Regions from separate parts of the Mus musculus genome. Here all the other regions are linked to region 3. The links are chromatin contacts, called in public Hi-C and HiChIP or PLAC-seq maps. All regions are on one chromosome and are shown on one strand. Each heading gives the region's core, a stretch centred on a gene start, on an enhancer-like site or on the middle of the called end of the contact. The rest is flanking DNA. Distances are from core to core; before and after follow the strand shown.

Region 1 (3,915 bases), core at 55-2,554, 93 kb before region 3:
ATGGATCAACAGCCAATACCGCCTGGGTCCCAGCCCGCCCCTTCGCGCTGCCTCTTCTCCTGTTCATACACATCTTCCTCTGCGGGTGGGTGGCCTATGGCTGCTTGCCTCTGCACACCAGTCTCAGGGTTCTTGCTCCCAAACACCCTGCAGCTTTCACTGTTAACTGTGCAGAGGCCAAGGGGAAGGGATTTAGGCAAGGTACTGACAGAAGCCCCCATGGTGATATGAAAGGGTGGGGGAGGGGGGGAACATCAGCCACGTGCCCAGCCTCCACCACACTGGCACAAGTGGCAAAGAAAATCCAGGTAAAAATCTATCTGTCCTTCTCATTTATGCCCCACAGACCTGCCGGGATCATGAGCTAGCTGCTTCACCTCTTCATGCTGAAGTCTCTCACTGGTGTGGTGGGGCTACTCAGGGCTCTCTTGGGTTCACGGCTCTAATGAGAAAAGTCGAGACTCAGCAGGTCTGGCCCTCAACTTCTTTCCTGCTGCTTTTCTCCCCTTGTCCTCTCAGCCCCTACCTTTCAGGTCACAAAACAGACACGGGGCTCCAGGACCTTAGGAGTTCTCCCTAGAGTCTGCAGAGGATGGCCCCTCCCCCCCTCATAGGAAGCCATCACTGTCCCAGTACTGAGACCTCTAGCGCCATGGGGGCTTCGAGAGCAGAGCTGATAAGGAAGGAGGCAGTCAGGGGCCTGTGTCTCCTCTTGGGTGGGGATGGGGTGAAGTCGGGTTAGGGAGCCCCCCCCCCACCCTAGGAGGAGGAGTGGGAGGAGGAGGAGGAGGAGGAGGAGGAGTGGGAGGAGGAGGAGGAGGAGGAGGAGGCGTATCAGTTCAGGTGGATCAAGAGGAGTTCCTCCGAAGAACCAGCTACTGTCTCTCACTCCAGGATGTGTTAAATTCCCTCCGGAGGCTGGGACAAGTGGCTTAAGGCCCTTCAGCCTCCCAGTCTGCCACTCCTCTGCTTATTCTTCCCCCACCCTAGGCTCCCCCCACTCCCACCCCACCCCCCCTTCAGGACACCTTCTCAAGGGATGGCAGGGACCTTGCAGGGATGTCTGAGCAGGTGGGATTATGGTCATTTTTAGGGTTTCAGACCTAAGGAGCATGGCCACCCAGCTTCCAGGACAGGGTCCTCTGCTGCGAGGGACTAAGGAGGCCCCAGAAGCCCGGGAAAGCCAAGGTTCCTACCGCATGCTCTTTTCCCACTGTGTGGCTTGGATGAGTTGGAGCCCCAGGCTGTTTATCTGTTGGAACCCCTCACCAAGGTTGCTTCCGCTATTTCAGAGGGAGGTCAGGGTTTCTGAGAGGAACCGCCTTGAGGAAGCAGAAGGGTGTCCAGAGGAGGAACTTATGGGGACACAAAAGGGAACTCTAGCTGCCAGCAGGGGCCTTAGTCTGCAGTGACCTGAAGCGGAAGGAGGAACAGGCTTTGATAAGTGTCCAGCTTGGCGCACGGTATTCCATGGAGAGCTGGCTTCTGCGACGTGGGGCCCGAGTGCGATGCCTGCACCCACCCAGCTGGCTCCCAGCCTGGTGCTTCCTCTGTTTGCTGCCGGTGCCCCAGACCCTGCAGCTAACAGGCAAGTCTGTCTCCTTCTCACGTCCTCTTGTTCGCATACATCAGAGTGACTTTCATCCAGCGGGAACAGCTAATTCCCGGGACCTGTCTCTGGGGATTTGCTGGTTGCGTTTGAACATTGTAGACTTCATGTGGGAAGCCTTCGGGGACTGAGAAGATATTTAGCTAATGCCTCGTCAAGGTGGCATTTGAAGGGGTTGTGGGGGGACGGTGCTGTGTCTTCACCCCAGTGTTAACAGCTTTCCTGACAGCATAGCTTAGGCCTCCTGGTCCTTAAATAAGGAAGGTGGGTGCTGTGTTTTTGAGGTCAGGTGTGGAGTCCATGGAAAAGACAGCTCTTACAAGGCTACTGTGGTAGAGGAGTTCTGTTGAATCTGCCAGGTGGTGGAGCTGCCCTGGGTGCTGCTGGTGGTGGTTGGTGAATACAGAGAAAGGCAGTCAGAGCACGGCATCCTGGGGCCACACTAGAAAGGGTCACACTTAGCACTTTCTAAAATGCAGTCAGAGGCCAAGGATTTTATGACCAGCGAATCTCCCCAGGGCCAACACTGCTGTCCTATCCTAGTTCCAGGCTCCCTTGGAAGCTGGGAGGTCTGGATTCAAAGCAAGCTGTGGGGTAGAGGCCAATTTATCTAGGCCAGCGCACCTCCAAGGGTGTCCCTCTCAGGTGTGTTCCCTGGTGGTGCTGGGTAATGTCTGTCAGGCACTATGTGTTCTTGCCTTGGCCTGGCTAGCAGCTGGTCCATTGCTGACCCAGGGACACTCCACTGTGGAGGCTGAGTACTAACTGTTCTCTGTTTGACTTTACTTATTTATTTTATAAATCATGTGTGTGTGTGCGTGTGCCTGTGTGTGCCGAGGTGAGTTTACGAAGGTCAGAGGCCAGCCTCGGGTGAACATCCTTGCCTTCTACCTGTTTGAAATAGCCTGCCTGCCTGTCTGTTTGTCTGCCTGCCCACCCACCCGCCCATCCGTCTGTCTGGTCTGTCTGTCTGTCACTGCTGTGAATGCCAGGCTGGCTGGCCTGCAAGCTTCCAAGGATTCTGTCTCTGCTTCCTGTCTTGTGGCAGGAACAATAAGATCAGAGACACGTGCTACTCTGCTTTATTCGAATTCCAGGGTTTCGAACTCTGGTCCTTACACTTATGCTGTGAGCACTTTGTCCACCAACGCCTCTCCTCGGTGCCACTTTGACTTTGATGAGGTGACTGGGGGTTCTTTGTCCCTGGATTATGTCATGTCCCCTTTTTCATTTATATCTGACCATCAGGAATTAGCGTGTAGTGAGCCTTTAATGTCCTCAGCATCATCTCACTGACAGGGAGACAAACCCAGGGATGTCTATCAACATGTGTGGAGTCAGACAGCAGAAAATTCAGAAGTCAGGCTGCAGGCCAGGGTCAGCCTCAGCCTCAGCCTCCCCTGCCCACTGGGCTCCGCTGATCGACCAGATCACTTTTCTTTGCAAGGAAGATTCTCCCCAGGAAACTTTACTCTGAGGAGGCAGGAGCCAACACGTAGCCTCTAGAGCAGTTTGGGTACCAACCCTGTGGCCTGTCTTCTTTACTCTTGCTCAACCTACATTGCCCACCCACTCCAGACCATGAAAAGACAGCGAAAAGGTAGAATGGACCTGCTGTTGACAGTGGTTGAACTTCCACTTATGTGAGATGTTGTGGCTGGTGCCTGTAATCCCAGGACTCAGAAGGCTGAGGCAGGAGGATTGCTATTAGTTCCAGATTGGCGAGGGCCACAGAGTGAGATTGTGCCTCAACAACCATCATCCCTGGAAAAATAAAAAGAATTCCCACGTAGTCATTTGAACTCAATGTCCCTGAAGTCCTGTCTTTTCTCTGTGTGGTTCTTCCCTCCTAAGGCCAAGGCACTGAATTAGAGGAGGCTTTTCTGGCCAAGCTACTGCAGCTTCGGGGAAGCTATTTTGAAAGAGGATGAGCTACAAACAAAAACAGATTTTTTTTTTTTTTTTTTTTTTTTTTTTTTTTGGCCATGTATTGCAACAAACGGTCCACTACTGAGAAGTTCTTCCTGCTCTTGCATGGGAGGGGGAAGCCTGCTCCCTGCCTTCTGGAGCCCATTACAGGAACACACAGCCTCCTCTCTTGCTCCTGCCCCTTGTCTATCACAGCTTCTGCTCCGCCCCGTACCCCTGTTTTAGGCTTTAAGAGCTCTCCCATATGTGTGATCTCTCTGTGTCTGTCTGTCTGACTCCATCTCCATCTCTGTCTGTCTCTGTCTCTGTCTCTGTCTCTGTCTCTGTCTGTCTGTCTGTCTGTCTGTCTGTCTCTCTCTCTCTCTCTCTCTGTTTCT
Region 2 (3,667 bases), core at 1,023-3,522, 120 kb before region 3:
TGCAGTGAGTGTAGTCAAAGAATTTTGTCTACATCCCTTTTACTATGAAAGTTGGTTTCACTGGTTTTGGGTTTCTTTTCCTGATTGCAATAAAAAACAAAACAAAACAAAAACAAACAAACAAACAAACAAAAAACCCTGATGGTTTGGAGATCTGTTTAGTGGATAAGCACTGGCCGCTCTTTCAGTTTGGTTCCCAGCACCTACACGGCAGCTCATAGCATCTGTGACTGCAGTTCCAGGACATCTGACACCCCTTCTTGCCTCCTTGGGCACCATACGCACATGTTGAGCAGACAGACATAGAGACAAAACACCCATAGACATAAAATAAAAATAGATTGATGTGATTATAGCAGCATCACGCCTGTGACACCAGATGCCTGTGTCTCCAAGGCTACCGCAGGGGTTCACTCAGCTCCCCAACCCTTTTCTTTAACTAAGGGGTCTTGAACTTGAATGGACCTCCTGCAATACACAGAGGCAAACCTGCTCCAGACCCTGGGTTCCCCGCCCCCCCCATCCCCATCACACTGTCAGTCTGATTGATGCCCCCCCACCCCCCACCCCCGCTTGGCATAGCCAGAGGTGCGGAAGTCAGTTTTGCTGTAGTAACCTGAGGGCCAGTGCTCTGGGCTGCTCCCCTTTTGTAGAAACTTCAGAATCCTGCATTTTTCTGTGATGTGGCCTCGCTGTCGATTTTTCTTTACAAAGAGGCAACAAAATCTATCACACTGATTTGTATGACTGTCACTAAAAAAGCCAGCCAGCAAAAATGGCTTGAGCGGACCTAGCCCCGGTCTTTTATTTTTGGCAAGGAAGAATAGAAGAGATGAGTAAATGCTCCCCCTGTTGCCACACAAATCTTTGGTCCTGTTCACCCTCCCTGCTGTGCTACATCTCCTGTCCTTGGCTCACTCCCCCTCACTCTCCAGCCTCGCTGGGCTCTGCTGACAAACTGACAAGAGACATTGTTGCCATTTCATCATGCCCCGTCCTTATCAAAGCTGTTCTCAGAAAACTTCCCTGTAGAATGTTCTGGAGTTGGCTGTGGGCACACAGCTTTGTAAATGTACTTAAAAAAAAATTAAATTGTATACTTTAAGTAGTCACGTTTTACAGTTAAATCTTCATAAGGCTATTCCCGGCTCCCTCTTCCTTTCCTTTATGAGAAGGGGAGTCACACTGGTCTCAGACTTGTCACTCAGTCTCAGTCTCCAAAATGATGGGATTACAGGTATTGCTGCCCCCTGGTTTGTTCACTTAATTAAAAAAAATTATGTGTATGGGTATTTTGCCTGCATGTATGTTTATGCGTTACATGCATGCAGTGCTAACAGAGGCCAGAAGAGGGCGTCAGAGCCCCTGAAATGGGAGTTACAGGTGGCTGGGAGCCATGTGGGTGCCGGGAATCAAACGGTCTTCTGTTAAGAACACCCCGCATTCTTAACCCCGGCGCCATCTCTCCAGCCCACCAGTTTACTTTTTAAGTACAAGAGAATTGTAGGGCAACAACCCTGTGCTGGGCTGTCATATCAAACGTCTCCAGTTCACTGCCCTGTTTTGCGGCATCTATGACTTGCACCGCCTTTCCTAACTGGGACATCCCTACTGCAGCCTCCTGCCAGCTAGTTCCTGGCTGTTCTCAAGGCTGAGTTTCTAACTTTGTCTTTACTGGCTATTTACCTCTGTCGCTGCTACAGTCACAGCTGTACTGACCCATCAGTTTGTCAGGTGTCTCTGGCTCTATCTCTGCAGCAACCGGGGCTGGCTTGGTGCCTAGCCCCTCCACATTTGACTTTACCCATCCCCCTATTGATTCTTGGGCCCTCTATAGCCAATGAGAATATATATAGTCCACACTAGGCTCATGGAGACTTCAGAAGTATGGTTATAGCTCCGCCCTCCCCGCCCCCCATTTAGCTTTTTCTTAACCTCTGAATTAACAATTAGCAATTTAGCAAGAACCACCTTCCTTGTCTTTCCAGAATGCTGCTTCTACCTTTGGGGGGTGGGGAGGGGTGAATAGACAAGGGGACTACATGTTCTCACAGAATGAGAGAGGAAAAGGCCAATTAACATTCAGCTAAGAGAGAGCATGATTTCTCCTATCAGCAATAAAAACTGACAGCTCTATCAGAAAATGAGCCGGGGGAGCCACAAAGCCTGGCAAGGCAGGGCGCCTGCAGCCCCAGCAGGAGTGATGAAGATGGCTGAGGGCAGGAACCGCTGCTGGGAGTCAGGGAACCACCAAAGGAAGCGCCTGGGGAGCCCAGCGGCTGCCACTCGGCTCCCGCTTTTGATCCCGCCCCAGGCAAGAAGAGCAGTGCTGCGCAGGCTTTATCCCTGTGACTCGGAGCTGCCACTCTCCCGCCGGCCTCTCCCCACGCACTCGTTTCCCCCTAACCTTATCATAAAAGGAGGCCACGTGGTGTCTATTTATGGCAGCGCGGTGGTCCGGGGAGAGGAGGCTCGCGGTGTGCCAATTCTGAGAGCTGGTGGAATTGCTCCGGTCCTTCGGAGCTTGCCATGCGGTGAAAGAATAAACGATGTGGGGGCAGGGCCGTGACTCCCACTGCACCTCCAGCTGACATCCAAGTCCCTTCCTCAGAGCCTCCGGGGTGATTTGTGTTATCAATCAGAGCTGCTGAACAGATCGGGCCTCCTAGAGCCCTAGAGCAAGAACCGAGCCGTGAGATGAGAGGAGGGTGGGTATGGGGGGGGGGGCACCCTCATTTGGCTTGAAAGAGAAGATCGGTCCCTTTACAAAACTACATTTCTACTTGATGCTTAAGTAGAATGGCTTTTAAAAACGGAAAGAGAGGACGCCAGCGAGAGAGGGAAGCTGCAGTGGTCTAGGGGCTGGCGAGATGGCTCAATGGACAAAGGGTCTTGCGGCCCATGCCGAGCTAGAGGACCTAAATATGAGCCCACCCTCATGACAGGAGGAGAGAATTGATTCCTGAAAGTATTTTGTCCTTCACAGGATCTCACCCTCCCTCCCTTCTCTTTCTCCATCCTTCGCCCCCTCCCTTCCCAGCCCCCCTCCTTTCTCCTGTTCCCCTCCCCCTCCCCCTCCCTCCCACCACCACCACCAAAAAAAAAAAAGTAGTGTAGAGTATATTGCTTGCTTTCATCTTCAGCACAGCAGGGGCAGTTTGGGGCTGCTTGTGCATACTTCTGTATATATGACAATGAAACAGAGGCAGAGGCAGAGGCAGAAATGCCCAGGCATCCTCGGGGCTATCCTGGGCCTATCCTGGACCCCGTTCTTCTGAGAGGTCTTTAGCATCCTGATCAGGCTCAGCAGCACAGATGACAGCTGTGGTGTTCTGGTTAGCTCTCTGTGTGCGTTTATTGAGACAAATGCTCCTCCTGTAGTCTGGGGTGACCTTGAACTCACTGTGTGGCTGAGGATGGCCTGGATGGAGCCTCTCATCTTTTGCCACCTCCCGGGTCCAGCCTGCATGCTTTTGAACTTGAATTTTAATCCAGTCTCACATCTAAAACGATTTCCCTTCTTTTGGGTCTCAGTACAGTAGACATAGAAAGGCGGCAAAGTCGGGGCCTTTCATACTCAAGAACTGGTTCCAGATGAAACCCACAGTAAGTTCAGATCTGCGTGTGGATGCTACGTCCTTGATTTAGGCAGACACATTAGGAGACA
Region 3 (4,184 bases), core at 515-3,014:
TTTAAGAGGTGCCGAAGCTGAGGCAGCTGAGTTAGTAGTGATTTTATAAGCCTAGGAGCTCTCGTGGGGCCAGGCAGGTTCTTCCTGAGGAACTGAAGTTCCTGATGAAAGCATGCCTGACGGCATTGGGCTGTCACAGGGCAGAAGGCTCTGGGTCACCCCTGGCCAAGCCTGAGTCTCTGTGGAAGCACCCAAGTGCCAAGCTTCCTTCTTTCCTCAAAGAAGGAAGCGATCTCCCCACTACCGTCCCCCTTTTCCAAAAATGGATTTACCGTTCCACTGTGTGGCTCTCCTTCCTCCCCTTCCACTCTCACAGGCCTCTGAGGGAAGTGAAGGGTGTTATTGTATATTTTAGCCGATTGTTCCCCATACGCCCCAGTCTCTTCGGGGTGGGGCTGGGGGGGATGGGGGAGTAAGTAAATTATATATTGAACTCCTAACTGGAGCTGAGGCCTTGTGGTTCCCATGGCAACCAGGCTGGAAATAGCTCGGCGTGACATCAGCACGGTACAGGTATAGCCAGATCCAGCCGTTCCCCAAACAAGCTGGCTCCAAGGGGAGCAAGGGATGTGTGTCTTAATTAGCATATGCAAATCAGGCCTGGCAAACAGGGTGGGGCCTAGGGTGTCCTAGCAGGGTCTGTGGCCATGGCTAGGGCTTCTGGCAGATAAACGTGCCGGGATGTTTGTGGGTACCGGGACCCAGTCCATCCCTGGCATACAGCCTTGTGCTGGGGCTTGTTGGGACCTCCAGTGAGGGTCTTTGCTGCCTGGGCCTGCCTGCCCCATAGGGCTCTGGGAGCATGGCCAACTGGGATGCCGAGGAATGGGCTGGCACACATGGGGAGAAGCCACGGTGATTCCCTGCCTAGGCTCCAGCAGGGTCTGGCTCATCTTTTCTCCCCTGCCCATCCCTGCTTGTGTGAAAGGTACAGGACTGCTGCTCTCCAGTGGCTCTGCTGCTGTGTCCCACCCCTGTTACCACTCACCCAAGTAGGGAGGAACAAGCCCCATTGATGCCAGCCTGACAAACGAGGCCTCTTTGGGCCATCTCTTGTTCAGTGCCCACCTCAATGAAATGGAGGTGCTTTTCCTGTTTTGTCCCCTGTGGAATGGTGAAGAGACTCAGAGAGCATGGTGGGCCCTGTCCAGTTGGGGTTGGAGGTTTCTCCATGTCGTATGTATTTAAACCAGTGCTTATCATCCAGTACCTCCCTCCCCAGCCACACACAAACACTTGCTCCATTGAGACTCCAGCGCTCACAGTACACTTCTAGGTGAGGTGAAATATTGCCACCTTCAGCGTGGTGGTTTCCACGCGAGGGCTCTTGGCTGAACTGCCAACACTCCAGCCAGGCGTGCTCTGTGGCTAAATGAGGTAATTTATTCGTTCCAGCAAGTGCTGAGGGTGTGTGGAGTGAGTCAGGCAGCCCGGCACGCAGAGCATTCAGTCTTCAGCAGAGGCAGACGTGCACTGTGGTTGGGATTCTCTGTGGGTCTTCAGGGGTCTTCGGAGATTGTCAAGGCCACCAGGCCTCTGAGCCATGCCTTTGGGGCACACTTTCTACTTGGCAGTGAAGGGGCACAGGGCAGGAGTATTCCTGGGAGAGAAGCTGTGGGCACAGAAGCAGAAAGGGACATTTTGTATTTGGGGATAGGGTGACTTTAGACTGAAGTTTTGGGGATGAGACCAGAAAGGGCTGCCGATGCCAGCATCAGGGGCTGGAAGCCAAGGAGTCTAGCTGTGACTCAGTGAGAGCCATTGGCAGCACTGGAGAGGGGTGGGGGAGGGAGGGATGTTTCATGCTAGCTTCAGGAGGAAAAGGACTGGAGAGACCTAGGAATGAGGCCGCTCAGAGGGAAGGTGGTAGTGATGCCAGTGGTATTGACATGAAAACAGTTCTGTCACTCTGGAGACCCTGGCTGTCAGGGTGCTTCTCCCATTGGAGGATGAAGAGGGACCTCTGGCTTCAGCTTCTGCAGCTTATAAAGTTGTGGAGTTACAGTATGTGAGCGTTTGTTCTCCGGGGAGTGGTGGGCAGGTGTGGGGAGGAAGGGCTGCTCGCCATAGGTGCTTCCTGCTACAGTCTCTTGTATTTCCGTCCTGGCTGGGTTGTGGCCCTCTACACATGAAGGTGGAGGTGAGAATCACCCCTGGCTCTCTCAGGCTCCTGGTTTGGGGGTGGATGGGCATTATTTTCATCCCAGTTGCCATCTAGGGATGAGCCTGGAAACCTGGAGATGCAGATAGGATCTGGCACCGGGTACCAAGCTGTGCCCTCCTGGTAGATACATTCAGAGGCCATGGGTGGTGCAGGGCTACTTGGGGTGCGAGGAAGGGCCTTGTGTGGTAGGTGACCTTTCTGAGCCTCTGGGACCAGGCTGCTGGGACCAATGGACATGAAGGTCACACTGCGCCCTTTACTGCTGTCTCTGTGCTCCTAGTGACCCCTGGAAGTTCCTGGAATTGATCTTGCTTGCCTCCACAGGGCCTTGGAAGCCATTTCTCCCTCCTCCAAGACCCCTACTTCCTCAGCACTCACTGTGAGAAAGCCTCTGGCTACTGGTGAGACACTGTCTGGTCCTGCCCTTAAGGGGCTCTCTGGCACGTCTGGAGGTACACATGTGAGCTCTGAGAACCCCTTGGTGCTGGAAGGGGGGGTCAGCACTGTGGAAGCTTGTTGGGGATCCTGCCATTCAGTCAACACTTCTGAGCCTCAAGGAGCTAGAGGAGCAGGCGGGAGACAGGTGCTGCAGCGACGGCACAATGAACATAGTATACCTCAGCCGCATGGATCCAGTGGGCTGAGCTGAGCAGAGACCCTCATATTTGCGTACACTTCTAGATAGTACACCCTCACTGGACATTTCCTTGTCACCACCCCGACCACACTGGTCTCTCATTTTCCGTGGGTCCCAGTTGCCTGGACTCTTAACTTCATTACACTGCCCATTCATGTAACCAGCAGCTCCTGTTTCTGTCCCCACCTCTACCAGCCTATAGGGCTGCCCTCAAGAATGAGGGAGGCTTACTCAGTTTTGGTTCCAGGGCCAGCTCAGGACCTTGACAATGGATGTTTGAATAAGTGACATTATTTTGTCTGCCTCTGTACCCATCTACGCCTAGGTTACCTGTCCTCCCCCTCTCCCCCCGCCTCTTTGCACCTGACCTAAATGTGCTGGTCTCTCAGCGTGCCTGCCCTCTGTTTCCTCCTCACCTTCAGCCTTCACTGTCTACTCAAGGACTTGGGATCCCCAGTGAGTGGATCCCTGGCATCTTGGCACAAGTGGCCTAAGGCTGGCTTCACTCCTGGAGGGTCACAGGTGACTGCTGAGCGACTGCACCTTTCTGGGCCTTCCTTTGTAGACTGGACTGTCCTGTGGTGGTCCTGAGGTGACTTCAGTCTGCCATCTACCCTGGCCCTCAGGCATCAGCTGCGAGTTTTTGAAGAGTTATGTGATAAGCTTTGAGTGTTCTGGTCCAACTCCCTGCCCCTCCCACCTATGGAAGTAGGCGCGGACAGTGTGGGCTATTGGGATGTGAACTGGGGCCACTGGTACAGGATGGGGAGGTGCTACTGACCCAGACTGAAGTGACCAGATACTGGCTACCAGGCTGTTACACTGCTGTTGCCTATCTTCTGGGCCACTTAGGATCCTGCCTCTCAGGCCTTTCGGCACTTATAAACTATTCATCCATCCATGCATCTGTCTGTCCGTCCATCTGTCCAACATACTTTGGGTGTTTGTGCCTGAAGCAGAAAGAATGAAGGGAATATGAAGTAGTTCTGTCCTCCCTGCTGGCTCTCTGCTCCCCCTCCCAGCTCCTGGGTGCACGCCTGTGGGCTCCTCTCCCTGTTGATAATTGCTCCCTCCTTCCCCTGGGTCCTGGGAAGCAGCTGGACCAGGTATGGGCTGCCTGGCTACACGCCTGCCCCCTCCCCCGCTGCTTGGCTGCCTGCCCACCCTCTGCCATGGGAGGCATTGCTGCCTGGGATTTGAGCTCCTCGGAGGGCCTGCGACGCGGCCGTGGGGAAATCACTTTCTGACAGCGGCCATCAATTTTGCTGAGAGCCCATCGGCGCTCTGGCAGCCTGTCCTTCGGCAGAGGCAGCTGGTCTGTGTCAAGCCCCTTCGTGTCCTGATGACAGAAGCGATTCGCATTAGGCGTCTGCCCTGAGCAGA

The links. A called contact is a pair of places that touch in the nucleus more often than the background predicts. HiChIP or PLAC-seq counts read pairs in DNA pulled down with a chosen protein or histone mark.
Region 1: a Hi-C map of cerebral cortex shows a contact between it and region 3, with 2.8 times the contacts expected there. The contact joins the promoter of Nfam1 here to the enhancer-like site in region 3. A contact is called at or near these places in 10 of 39 promoter capture datasets (cranial neural crest, embryonic stem cells, liver and 3 more), 21 of 484 Hi-C or Micro-C datasets (the 63-12 cell line, the AML12 cell line, the CH12 cell line and 13 more), 11 of 115 datasets of contacts at active chromatin or transcription factors (bone marrow-derived macrophages, craniofacial prominence, double positive thymocytes and 7 more) and 4 of 9 other capture datasets (adipose tissue, embryonic stem cells, liver and 1 more).
Region 2: an H3K4me3 HiChIP or PLAC-seq map of forebrain shows a contact between it and region 3, with 2.7 times the contacts expected there. The contact joins two enhancer-like sites. A contact is called at or near these places in 3 of 39 promoter capture datasets (embryonic stem cells, liver and stem cell-derived epiblast-like cells), 4 of 484 Hi-C or Micro-C datasets (the AML12 cell line, bone marrow-derived macrophages and liver), 8 of 115 datasets of contacts at active chromatin or transcription factors (craniofacial prominence, embryonic basal ganglia, embryonic forebrain and 4 more) and 1 of 9 other capture datasets (embryonic stem cells).

The regions. Positions count from the first base shown.
Region 1 is chr15:83,030,786-83,034,700 of GRCm38.p6, reverse strand. Nfam1 (Nfat activating molecule with ITAM motif 1) reads left to right here and starts at 1,304. Exons shown (of 6, transcript NM_001271411.1): 1 at 1,304-1,588. The coding sequence starts at 1,471. Gm32620 (a long non-coding RNA gene) reads right to left here and starts at 1,385. Exons shown (of 3, transcript XR_384275.3): 1 at 1,197-1,385; 2 at 349-442.
Region 2 is chr15:83,055,431-83,059,097 of GRCm38.p6, reverse strand. No RefSeq gene overlaps it. Among named protein-coding and RNA genes, the nearest start is that of Nfam1, 24 kb to the right of the region's middle. Within about 2 kb of position 2,272, at least 89 of the 459 cell types and tissues checked have an H3K27ac peak or open chromatin away from gene starts, as enhancers often do. A contact at or near this core is called in forebrain, where this site is marked.
Region 3 is chr15:82,938,226-82,942,409 of GRCm38.p6, reverse strand. It overlaps a transcript of Tcf20 not described here. Among named protein-coding and RNA genes, the nearest start is that of Mir3080, 19 kb to the left of the region's middle. Within about 2 kb of position 1,764, at least 79 of the 459 cell types and tissues checked have an H3K27ac peak or open chromatin away from gene starts, as enhancers often do. A contact at or near this core is called in the NIH/3T3 cell line, cerebral cortex, cortical neurons and 2 more, where this site is marked.